Linked DNA regions of Zea mays: region 1 is linked to region 2. The links are chromatin contacts, called in public Hi-C maps. All regions are on one chromosome and are shown on one strand. The core of a region is the stretch at or near the end of the contact, and the rest is flanking DNA. Distances in the headings are between cores, read along the strand shown.

The links. A called contact is a pair of places that touch in the nucleus more often than the background predicts.
Region 1: a Hi-C map of ear shows a contact between it and region 2, with 4 times the contacts expected there. The contact joins the promoter of LOC100285500 here to the promoter of LOC100383225 in region 2. A contact is called at or near these places in 5 of 25 Hi-C or Micro-C datasets (ear, leaf, root tip and 1 more).

Annotation. Positions count from the first base shown.
Region 1 is chr8:80,639,130-80,644,973 of Zm-B73-REFERENCE-NAM-5.0, reverse strand. It overlaps LOC100285500, which reads right to left and starts at 2,363. Exons shown (of 4, transcript NM_001369854.1): 1 at 2,018-2,363; 2 at 104-655. The coding sequence starts at 2,176.
Region 2 is chr8:80,374,614-80,379,888 of Zm-B73-REFERENCE-NAM-5.0, reverse strand. LOC100383225 reads left to right here and starts at 1,846. Exons shown (of 12, transcript NM_001318964.1): 1 at 1,846-2,181; 2 at 2,456-2,624; 3 at 2,724-2,860; 4 at 2,953-3,154; 5 at 3,246-3,493; 6 at 3,590-3,704; 7 at 3,783-3,924; 8 at 4,001-4,143; 9 at 4,255-4,424; 10 at 4,513-4,965; 11 at 5,051-5,106; 12 at 5,198-5,275. The coding sequence starts at 1,960.

The DNA.
Region 1 (5,844 bases), core at 1,114-3,613, 260 kb before region 2:
TTTTACGCTGTAAGTGCGTTCTTTTCCCCATGACGAGTAGGATAGCAACTTCCTTGTTACAATAGAACAGTACAGGAGAAAAGGAGATGCTTATCATTCAAACCTGAATGTCTCCTTCGCTGTAAGCTCTCCTCAGCCCAAATGCTGCCTCAAAGTCCAGCCCCTGGAAGTCTAGAAAGTTTGGCCTGGCAGGTCCATTCATCCAATCTGCTGAGTTGAGGCATCCAGAACTAACACTTTTTTGGAGCGAGCATTCAGGAACGGATTGCTTCTCTTTCTCCATGGCCGGGAGCTGCTGGTTCTGTATAAGAACCTGTTCAGCTTGGCTTGGGATTTCTTCAACTTGCAGCATAGGAATCTTAACATCCATAAGTTCAGAAATTGTCTCTTCGATTGTGGACTTCTCCATGAGTTCCTTCTCGCACTCGTACAGCACCTCACTCAGGAGGGGGTCATTTTGGATGGTGCCGATGCCTGCGTCCTTAATAGTTTGATCCATGACAGCACTTCCATTGCCAGCCATCATTGAAAAGGCAGCTGCGACAGGATCGAGGCTGAGCAGCGGTTCCTCGATGATGGCTTCTGGAGCTTTGAACAGGTCCCCTTCTCCTCCCAGGTCATATTCTGATACCATGGATGGCTGTACCAAGTTCCCCTGTGCAGTAACGAAACAGAGATGAGAAGAAAACTTCCAATGGGCTAGAAGATGATAAGCACCATAGTAATTACAAGCGTAGCGGTATATGTCTAAATAAAATGTTAGTAGGATGAACAGAGACTGAAATAATCTTATTGTCTGTTAAGAATATTATTTTTGTGGTAGGCCACCATTGCCAATGCTTTGTTTAGTTTTTTTTTTGTTTTGTCTGTATTGACCTGCTGTGTGAAGTTGCAGATAATAGACAACTCCTTTCAACAGATATAGTAATTAACAAGTATGGGCTGACGCACATGCCAATCAAGTCCCCATCGTGCTCTGCGAGCATATATACTAGTGGACATGGTCGGGCATATTAGCAGTAAAGAAAAAAGCAATTGAAATCCAGGCCAAAAACTGAACTGGATGGCTGAACCAAATTCGGCCCCTCCCCTCTTGAACAGTGTGAAGGTCAGAAGGAGAAGATTCAAAACAGAAAAGCACCCCGAAAAAGTTGCAGCCAACACGAGCGATTCTTATTCAGAAAATAATCTATTTCATGGTAGACGGAAGAAATAAATAAATTGATATAGATATACGAAGATGCAGAATCAGAAATGCCATGCAAGAACTACTAGTGTTGTGATTCACTTATGTTTTTTTATTTAGAAGAAATGGATGATTGTTTATTTGGGCACAAGGATTTTTCATCAGGTGATCAAGTGGAGGACTCTATTATTTTATTTAGTACTAGTAGGATAGAAGAGGCAAATGGATTATGCAGAAAGATAACCCATGCTTAATTTGTGCAAAAAGAAAAGAAAAAGAAAAGAAAAGATGTGTGAACCTGTTATTGCAAATACAGGTATGGATTGCAGGGATAACAAAGGGTTGTCTTTTCTACTTGTAGGTGACATGTGCACACATGTAGTATTACTATTACTCTTATTACTAAGTAAACGCACATATATAATTAATAAATATAGTATATGATGAATATGAAGCCAGAGCGGGGAGTGGGGGCGAAAAAGGAAGGATAGCGACATTTTCTTCTTCTTCTTCTTCTCTTTTCGATTGTGGGGAGACGGCGGCGGCGACTGCGACGGCGCATAAACAGCCAGCCAGCTAGCTAGCAACTCTAGTCATCAGAAATTTGTCCATCCACAAAAGAGTGCTCTGATTTGGAAATTCGTGGAAACAGAGATCCCTACTAATTGCACGAAACAGAGAGAAAACCCTAGCTAGCGAGCGAGTTCATCTGTGGGTAGGGGGAGCAGCGAAGAAACAGCAGCAACTTTGTAGAGTGTATTCGGATGGAAATGGATGGAACCGCAATCAAGCAAGAGGCAGCAAGCAGAGCAGATGTGTTGCTATGCTCACCAGGTAGGCGTCGTGGTCCATGGCGGGCATGGAGAGGAGGGGTGGCTCGGAGGAGAAGGCGTAGTCGAACGGCGGCGGCGGCGGCTGGGGCTGCGAGGAAGTGAGGGTGGGGGAGTAGGCGGCGGCGAAGGCGAAGGCGAACCCGGCGTCGGCGTACATGCTGCTTGAATTCCGCGTGTGCGGTGAGCGGTTTGGCTGGCCCTCAGTCTCTGCAGCACTGAGGTGGAGCTGTAATAAGTTTGTCTTGTCCTGTGGCGGCGGTTTGTTAAGCAGCGGCCAGCGGGGGTGAGGGGGCAGGTTGGTTGGCGTTGTGTTGGTGGTGAGCGACGGTGTTTTTACCTCGTCGGGATCGGAAGAGTGAAGAGCCCGAGTGGGCCGTGGGGGGTTTATAGCCAGCACTAGCAGGAGCAGGACGGCCGCAGGAGGAAGACGAAACCAACAAGAAAAGAAAAGAAAAAGAAAATAAAATAAAAAGGGAGAATGGGACAAAAGCGTGGTGGGCCTGGGACGTCGCCGTCGTGGACCCCACCACCAACAGTAACTCTCGCACAGCTGCAATGCAATGCAATGCAATCTTTGTGCTAGTGCTAGAGATGAGAAGAGAAGAAGAATGGAATTGGTGGTGGACGGACCTCTCGTCGATCGCGGTTGCATGTCGACGAGGCCGTAAAAGAACTCCCAGATGATCAGCAGCAGCAGCTTGCTAGCTAATTGCCAACCTGTTTCTGTCAGTTACTTTTGCTGCTGTTTTTTTTTTCCAAAGAAATACTATATATTTTGTCAACAATCTTAGCAAGCTAATAAGTGACTGTAAATTTCTTTTACACAATATGGCACCCCGTTGGTGGTGTGATGTGACCCAGGCACCAACGAGGACGTCAGGTATAATAACAAGTCTGAAAAGGAGGCCATGACAAGTTGAAGTTGGGATTTTTATTTGTACACAAGCAAGCAGAAGAAGCAGAAGCTGCAGAAGATTCCCACTCACTCACTCTCCACTCCCCAGCAGCAGCAGCTATAGCTTCAGCTGGGACCATTCACTGGACTGCATTGCATTCCCGCTTGCAACGAGATGAGAGAATCCAATTGATGAGTTGCATGCGTCGCGAGCTGCACAACACAATCATGAGCAATTAAGTGACCCAGCACCCTACAGTAACTCCCCTAGCTGCACTTAATAATTAATCCCCTATTATATTATAGTATATATACCCATGCATGCATGCATGCATAAAACGATGATCCAAGCATGCAGTGCAGGAAAGGATGGATGCATGCTGTGAATTTCAGGGTTCAGGCTACCTTAGCTAGTTTTCATTCATTCATTCATTCATTGATGCAAAACCAGCCAGCCATTCATGCAGTTTTCGTTGACCATTATTGCTTTCTTTCTTCACCAAATAAGTTACATTATTCTCCTTTAAATAATTAAGTAAATAACTAAATATTCGGTTCTTCCCTCTCGTGAGAAGCAGGCGCAGGGGTTCAGAATTGTTCTGAGTTCTTCTTGCATTTGACGGCCGCTTGCTTACTGGTTGTGTCAACGAGCTAGAGGCCTAGCTATTTGACCTTCTGCTGATACACTACACCGGCCGGCCTGCATGCGGTTTGTTATCTTCAGCCAAAGATATTGTCGGCGTTTCGAGACCGGGGGTCACTCAGGCCGACGAGTGAGTGCCGCGTGCCCCAGCCCAGATGGGTCGAGCGCGTGGGCGAGCACAAAGGGGGGAAAGGAGCGAGGCGGCCGGAGTCCGGCGTGAGAGAGGTGGGAATCCCGTGGCCTTCGTGTTCGTCCCGCGCCCAGGTCGGGTGCGCTTGCAGTAGGGGGTTACAAGCGTTCACGCGGGAGAGGGAAGCGAGCGGCCTCAAGAGAGCGCCTGTCCCGTCCTCGTCCCCGCGCGGCCAACCCCCTCTAGGAGGGCCCTGGTCCTTCCTTTTATAGGCGTAAGGAGAGGATCCAGGTGTACAATGGGGGTGTAGCAGAGTGCTACGTGTCTAGCGGGGGAGAGCTGACGCCCTAAGTACATGCCAATGTGGCAGCCGGAGAGATCTTGGCACCCTGCTGGTGTGATGTCGTGGCCGTCGGAGGAGCGACGGTGCCTGGCGAAGGGACAGCTGTTGGAGCGGTCGAGTCCTTGCTGACGTCCACCTGCTTCCGTAAGAGAGCTGGGAGCCGCCGTCGTCACAGAGCGTGCGGGGCGCCATCATTGCCTATCTGGCGGAGCTGGCCAGATGGGACACCGGTCTTGTTCCCTGTGGCCCGAGTCAGCTTGGGGTAGGGTGATGATGGCGCTTCCCGTTGACGTGGCTGGCCTGCGCCCTAGGCTGGGCGATGTGGAGGCTCCTCCGAAGCCGAGGTCGAGTCTGTCTTCCATGGCCGAGGCCGAGTCCGAGCCCCTGGGTCGGGCGAGGCGGAGGTCGTCGGCAGAGGCCAGGGCGGAGTCCGAACCCTGGGGTCGGGCGGAGCGAAGTTCGCCGTCTTCCGGGACTTAGCCCGAGTCCGAGCCCTGGGTCGGGCGGAGCGGAGTTCGCCGTCTTCCGGGTCTTAGCCCGAGTCCGAGCCCTGGGTCGGGCGGAGCGGAGTTCGTTGTCTTCCGGGACTTAGCCCGAGTCCGAGCCCTGGGTCGGACGGAGCGAAGCTTCCTATGGTGCCTTCGGCAGGGCCTGACTGCCTGTCAGTCTCACTCTGTCGAGTGGCACTGTAGTCGGAGTGGCGCAGGCGGCGCTGTCCTTCTGTCAGACCGGTCAGTGGAGCGGCGAAGTGACGGCGGTCACTTCGGCTCTGCCGGAGGGCGCGCGTCAGGATAAAGATGTCAGGCCACCTTTGCATTAAATGCCCCTGTGATTCGGTCGGTCGGTGCGGCGATTTAGTCAGGGTTGCTTCTTAGCGAAGGCAGGGCCTCGGGCGAGCCGGAGATGTGTCTGCCGTTGGAGGGGGGCCTCGGGCGAGACGGAAACCCTCTGGGGTCGGCTGCCCTTGTCCGAGGCTAGGCTCGGGCGAGGCGTGATCGAGTCGCTCGAATGGACTGATCCCTGACTTAATCGCACCCATCAGGCCTTTGCAGCTTTATGCTGATGGGGGTTACCAGCTGAGAATTAGGAGTCTTGAGGGTACCCCTAATTATGGTCCCCGACAGTAGCCCCCGAGCCTCGAAGGGAGTGTTAACACTCGCTTGGAGGCTTTCATCGCACTTTTTTGCAAGGGGACCAGCCTTTCTCGGTTGCATTTTGTTCCGGTGGGTGCGCGCGAGCGCACCCGCCGGGTGTAGCTCCCGAGGCCTCGGAGGAGTGGTTTCACTCCTTCGAGGTCTTAATGCCTTGCGTAACGCTTCGGCTGGTCTGGTTGTTCCCTCATGCGAACTGGCCGTAGCCCGGGTGTACGGTCGGGGCCCAAGTTCTCGGGCTGGTATGTTGACGCTGTCAACGGTTTGGCCGGAGCCGGGTTTGCGAGAGCAGCCCCCGAGCCTCTGCACAGGGCGAGAGGGCAATCAGGGACAGACTCGGCTTTTTTACATACGCCCCTACGTCGCCTTTCCGCAAGGAGGAGGGGGGGAAAGCGCCATGTTACCCTCGATGGGCGCCGAACATGGTGTCTCCGGTGAGCTGCAAGCGGGTAATCCGAGTGGATGTCCGTGCCCCGTTCGTTAGGGGTCGGCTAGGGGCCCAGAGGCACGCCCAAAAGTACCTGCGGGTGATCTGCCGGACCCGGTCCCCTGGCGACGGGGTCTGGGGCTCGATGCCTCCCTCCGATGGGATTCCGTTACAAGATCGCTCCCGCTGGTCTCGGAAATGTCCTAGGGTACCTCAGGAGCGCAGCCCGAGCCTCG
Region 2 (5,275 bases), core at 597-3,096:
ATTGACCGCTCTGTCGCACGGTGAAGGCTAGCAAACAACGGGGATGCTGGAGGCCGCGGGTGGAAGCTGGCAAGTGGCAGCCGGGACGCTGGAGGCCGCGGGTGGCGGCTGGCAAGCGGCGGGGCGCTGGAGACCGCGGGTGGCGGCTGGCAAGCAGCGGGGGCGCTAGAGGCCACGGGGTGCTGAAGGTTAGGGTTTTTCCATTTGCCGTATGTCATGGGCTGCAGTGTGCGGGATCGGACGGTGGGATCGGACGGGATCGGACGATTGAGATTGTTTACACGATAGAATGGACGGCTGAGATCGCAGAATGGCAGGCTACCATTACCGTCTTAATAAGTAGTAGAGATTTGCTATATGATGCACAGGGCCTCCCAAAATGTCAGGCCCCCTGTGTGGTAATATGTCAGGTCAGGGTAGGAAATGGATAAACTGTTACTAGTTGTCAAAACATTAATTCTTGAAGTTGGTCTTGCACTACATGTAGATAGAATATCCTAGATCCATTTCTCTGTTTTGCTGGTCGTCCCATGTGTGCTGCTGACCACCACGCTGTTCTTCATCCCTCCCCCTCTCTCCATTCTACATATCCATGAATATTTTTGTTCAATAGTGTATTGTCTGTTGGTAACGTCTCTCTGTAATGAAGGAAGGAAGGAAGAAAGAAAGAAAGATGGTGAACTCTGTAATGATTCGTTTTTCTTTGTTTTTCCCCATGATGAATCCAGTACAAACTGAGGGTTAGCCAAGTGAGTATGAAAATTACATGGTTTTGGCATCATCTTCTTATGACAGCCATTATGGTTCGCACAAGATTTGAATCAGGTCTGCAGCTTTGTTTGGTTTTGTTTTTGTTCTTTGTCGAAGGCAATTGCATAATAATAACCGCATTGCGTCACATCGCATCACCCCGGACGTGCCACTTGTCCTTTCGGATATTCTGCACCTACAATTTATAGAAACAAAATACTGCAGAAGCCACAGCCATAGTCGAATTAAAGCCGCAGTGAGCACTTGCTTTGGATCCAAAATACGATAGATACTCTTTTGGTTGCTGACGCTGCTGCAGCGAATGAAGAATAAAAAAACGGAAATTTGGTCACCTGACCGCATCTGCAACGTTGTGGCGGCTTCTCCTTCTTGCCTGTCCATGTGCATTCATCTCACTCAGCCAGGCACAGCACAAACTGCACTAGACCTTCATTTTTTTAGAAAAAAAAAGAATGGCATATAACTAGAGGGATGTGGTGACTGGTGCTGGTGAGTGAAATTACAGAATCTTTGGCTCACTGCGGCCCCTGCTGCTTAATTTATTGACATATAAAACACTGTTTTTCGCTGTAGATTGCATTGACATAGACCAGAATCTACATGCATTTTATGTTCTATGTAATTAACGTAATTACTGGTTACTAGTAATGAGCAGCAGCAATAGCTTTGATAGATTTGCATGGTTTGACTGGCCCATGACTTCCCTGAATACTCACACAAGAAGATGAGATTGAGATGCACATAGACTTGGTTCTGTGTGGTTTGATTCATACGCAGGCATCGACCGACCGGAATCACATAGCACATGGAGTCATGGTGGATGCTTCTTGTTTCTCTTTCACCTCAGCTGCCTTTCCCTTGCCTACTGGACTCTGGGAGTAGTAGTAGGAGTGTACATCTCTGTCTCTCTCTCTCTCTCTCTCTCTCTCTCTCTCTCTCTCTCTCTCTCTATCTCTCTCTCTCTGTTCCTCCATTTTTCACCACTCTGTTTGCCAGGCAGACAGCACAGCGCATTAATTCACTCGTCCCTCCCCAGCTCCCAGCTCCCATGCCAGCGCAGTAGATGCTGCGAGCTACCACACCGAATACCCACCCATGCTGCACACGATACGATTGCAGTCGCGGTCTCGCTGCTGTGGGAGTCCCTCTGCTCTACTGCCGTGAGAGTTGAGACAGCAGACAGACAGCATGGTGTGGAAGAGCTGGGGCGCTGCGCCATCGCTGCTGCTGCTGCGCATTGCTCTGCTCCTCCTCGGCGCTGCGGCGCCACTCTGCTCCGGCGCCGGCGACGTCGCCCTCAGTTTCGCAGCCACCCCGCGCCGCGTCTCCAGGTCCACGTCCGCCGCCTTCGCCTTGCGGGTCCTGCGCGCCACCGGAGGGCCTTGCGCCGACTGCGTCGTTACCTGCCAGGTACCACGATATACGCCCGGCATTGCTGCCTGCCTGCCTGCCTCAAGCACACACGGCGCAGATGAGCGCTCACCATGCATGCATGGCTGCTTCCTTGTTCGTCGCCCTCCTCCTGGCTACTTCATCTGCAGCCATCCTTCTTGTCCTCTCCTAGCAACGTACGGAACCATATGTGCTAGGTGGTGGGTTGATTGAATTTGATGCAGGAACAGCAACACTAAGGATCGGTCGGTCGATGCTTGCTTGTGTTTGCATGTCATGTACGTCCATGCAGTTGGACGGCGAGGCAGCGTCGCTCTGCGGTGGGACGGCGGCGGCGAGCTATGCGGGGCTCAGGGACGGCAACCACAGCTTCACGGCGTGCGCGAGCACGACGTCAGCTTCGAACTCGTCGTCCAGCCCCAGCCCCACCCCCACCTGCGCCACCTACGCTTGGGATGTTGGTTGAGTAACAAACAAAACCTGGCTGCCTGCCTGCCGCCTTCTTCTCCGCTGTGCATGTGACGACTGTGAATAATGACGCGAGCTCTGCGCCGTTGCAGACACTGTCCCCCCGACGGCGTCCGTGTCGGCGGGGCCGGCGTTCACGAGCGCGTCCTCCACCGTGTCGGCGCTCGTCTCCTTCTCCGAGCCCTGCCCCGGCCGCGGTGGATTCGTCTGCAACGCCACCTACTGCAATGTACGTTACTGCACCGCGCTGAATTGTCTCCGTCCGTCTGTCTGTCTGTCTGCACGCGCACGCAGCCAAAATCTGTATTGTCTGCGTTGCAGCTCATCGTGTACGGCTCCGGCAGTGTGGATCCGTCGACGCTCCAGGTGCTGAGCCCCGGCCTGCGCTACTCCGTGGCCGTCGCCATCTCGCCGGACGCCGAGTACGGCCGCCTCGTCCTCGTCATGGGCAGGGGCTTCTGCACGGACGCCGCCGGACACCCGTTCACCAGGACGCCCAACTCCACTTTCACCCTGCGCTTCGGTACGCCATGTGCACACCTGGACTGAAACACGTACGACGACGGGACGGGGCATGGATCACTGGTAGCACCGTACGTTTGGTTTGGTTTCAGATCGAAGGAGCGACTCCATGAACATCACCGCCACCGTTGCCGAGAAGATGGTGCAGATACAGGGCGTCACCAGGCTGGTTCAGGCCAGCAACGAGGAAGAGGGCCTGAGGATATACCTGGCCTTCGCCCAGCCGGTGCTCAACTCGTCGGAGCAGATCCTGCGCGCGCTTACAGCGACTGACGCCGTCGCCGTGCACCTCACACCCACCAACAGAAGCACCCTCGGCAACCGCCGCTTCGGCTACGTTGTAACTCCTCTCTCTCTCTCCATGTTCTTCGAATCACTCACTGATCGCGACTGCTACGACAGCTTGTTTTGTTTCTCTGACATATATAACTACTAGGTGAAGAAGATGTCTGACGCCGCCGCCATTGTGAGCGTTGCCTGCGACACAAGCTCTATTATCAGCAGGCAAGGGACTCCGGTGGTTCCAGCAGAGCCATTCACGTTTCTTTATGGTTAGTTAGTCCCCCTCTGTCTGCTGACTAGCATTTTTCAGACCTACTACTCTCACTTGTTGAGTTCTTGCTTGGTAGATACACAGAGACCTTGGGTTAAGCTCGGCACATCGACTCGGCGGACCAGCTCACGCGACATCCTCGTCCTCATCAAGTTTGCAAAGCCTGTGTTCAACTTCAGCTCCTCGGCAGTGCAGGTGTCTGGGGGCAATGTGTTGAGGCAAGATTATACATTATATATATATGATCTTAAAGCACCTTCTCTAGCTTATTACAAACACCTTGGGTTGTTTCAGCTTTCATGAAGCCAGTAAGAGCATATACACGCTGCAGATACAGGCCGTCGGTCAGCTGGTATCGGTTCAGGTAGCTGAGAACGCGGCCATGGACGTCGCCGGGAACCCCAACCTAGCATCAGACCGTCTTCAAGTCAGGCACTGTATGTATGAGCATCTTCTTTGCTTCACACATTCATACACAGACACTCGATCGTTAGGCAGGGCAGGCAGCAGGGCGCTTGATGAACTAGTACTACTGCTGCTGCATGCAGATTCTGTGCCCGCGTCATCTTCTTGGATCGCGGCGATCACCACCGTCGTATTTCTGACAACTGCTGCCGTTGCCGCGCTCCTCACCGTCTCCACGTCGTCTCTCGTCGCTGCCGGAGCTGTCTCGAGGCCCTCTTCCTACATGATCTCGGAGCCATCAAGAAATGTGCTGGTACGTAGTACATGTACACGCCGCCGCCGTCGATGGCCGTATACTGCCCATCTGGTGACTGATCCTCTGTGAGTTTCTACTCCATCAGAGGATGGCGTGCCACATCCAAATCTTTGCTCTGTCAAGATGGCTGTCGGCCAACCTGCCGATCGAGTACTACGAGTTCGCAAAGGGGGTAGAGTGGAGCATACCCTACATGCGTCTTCCATGGGAAGGCCCAGCCGCAGATCCGTACCTGGGGTACTCCACGATGCCTGCCATCGCGTACTCGGAGTCGGAGCTGCTCGACAGGAGCGCCGTCGGCGGCGCTGCAAACATCTCCTCCTATCGTCCTCGAGCACAGCAAGGTCAGCCGGTGACGCCAGCGCAGATCATCCCGTCGGATCCGGTATTCCCGACGGAGATCCCTGAAGATGGGAAACCCACACCGCCGGTGCAAACTCCGGGAGGAGACGCCACGCCGCCGGTGATGCCAGTGCAGACCCCGTTGCCGTTGGACGGGATGCCGCTGACGGCAATGGAGTACCGTTCCTTCTTCGAGGTCAGACGGTTACTGCTTGCGTTGCGTTGCTTTTTTTTTTTTCTGACGAAGCCTGAATATTATTATTCTTATAACAAAATTGCAGAACCCGGACATGAAGCCTGAGGCACAAATCATCATGAAGCTACAAGATTTGGATGGGTATGTATGTTGCACTATTTGTTTCTCGATGCTTGCTTCGCATGAAAGTTAAGTGGACTGTTTGTTTCTCGTTCTTTACATTTACATACAGGTGGAAGTACTTCGGCAGGAACATGTTCTGGCTGGGTGTCATCGGCGGCGGCCTCATCCTCCTGCACCTCCTCACCCT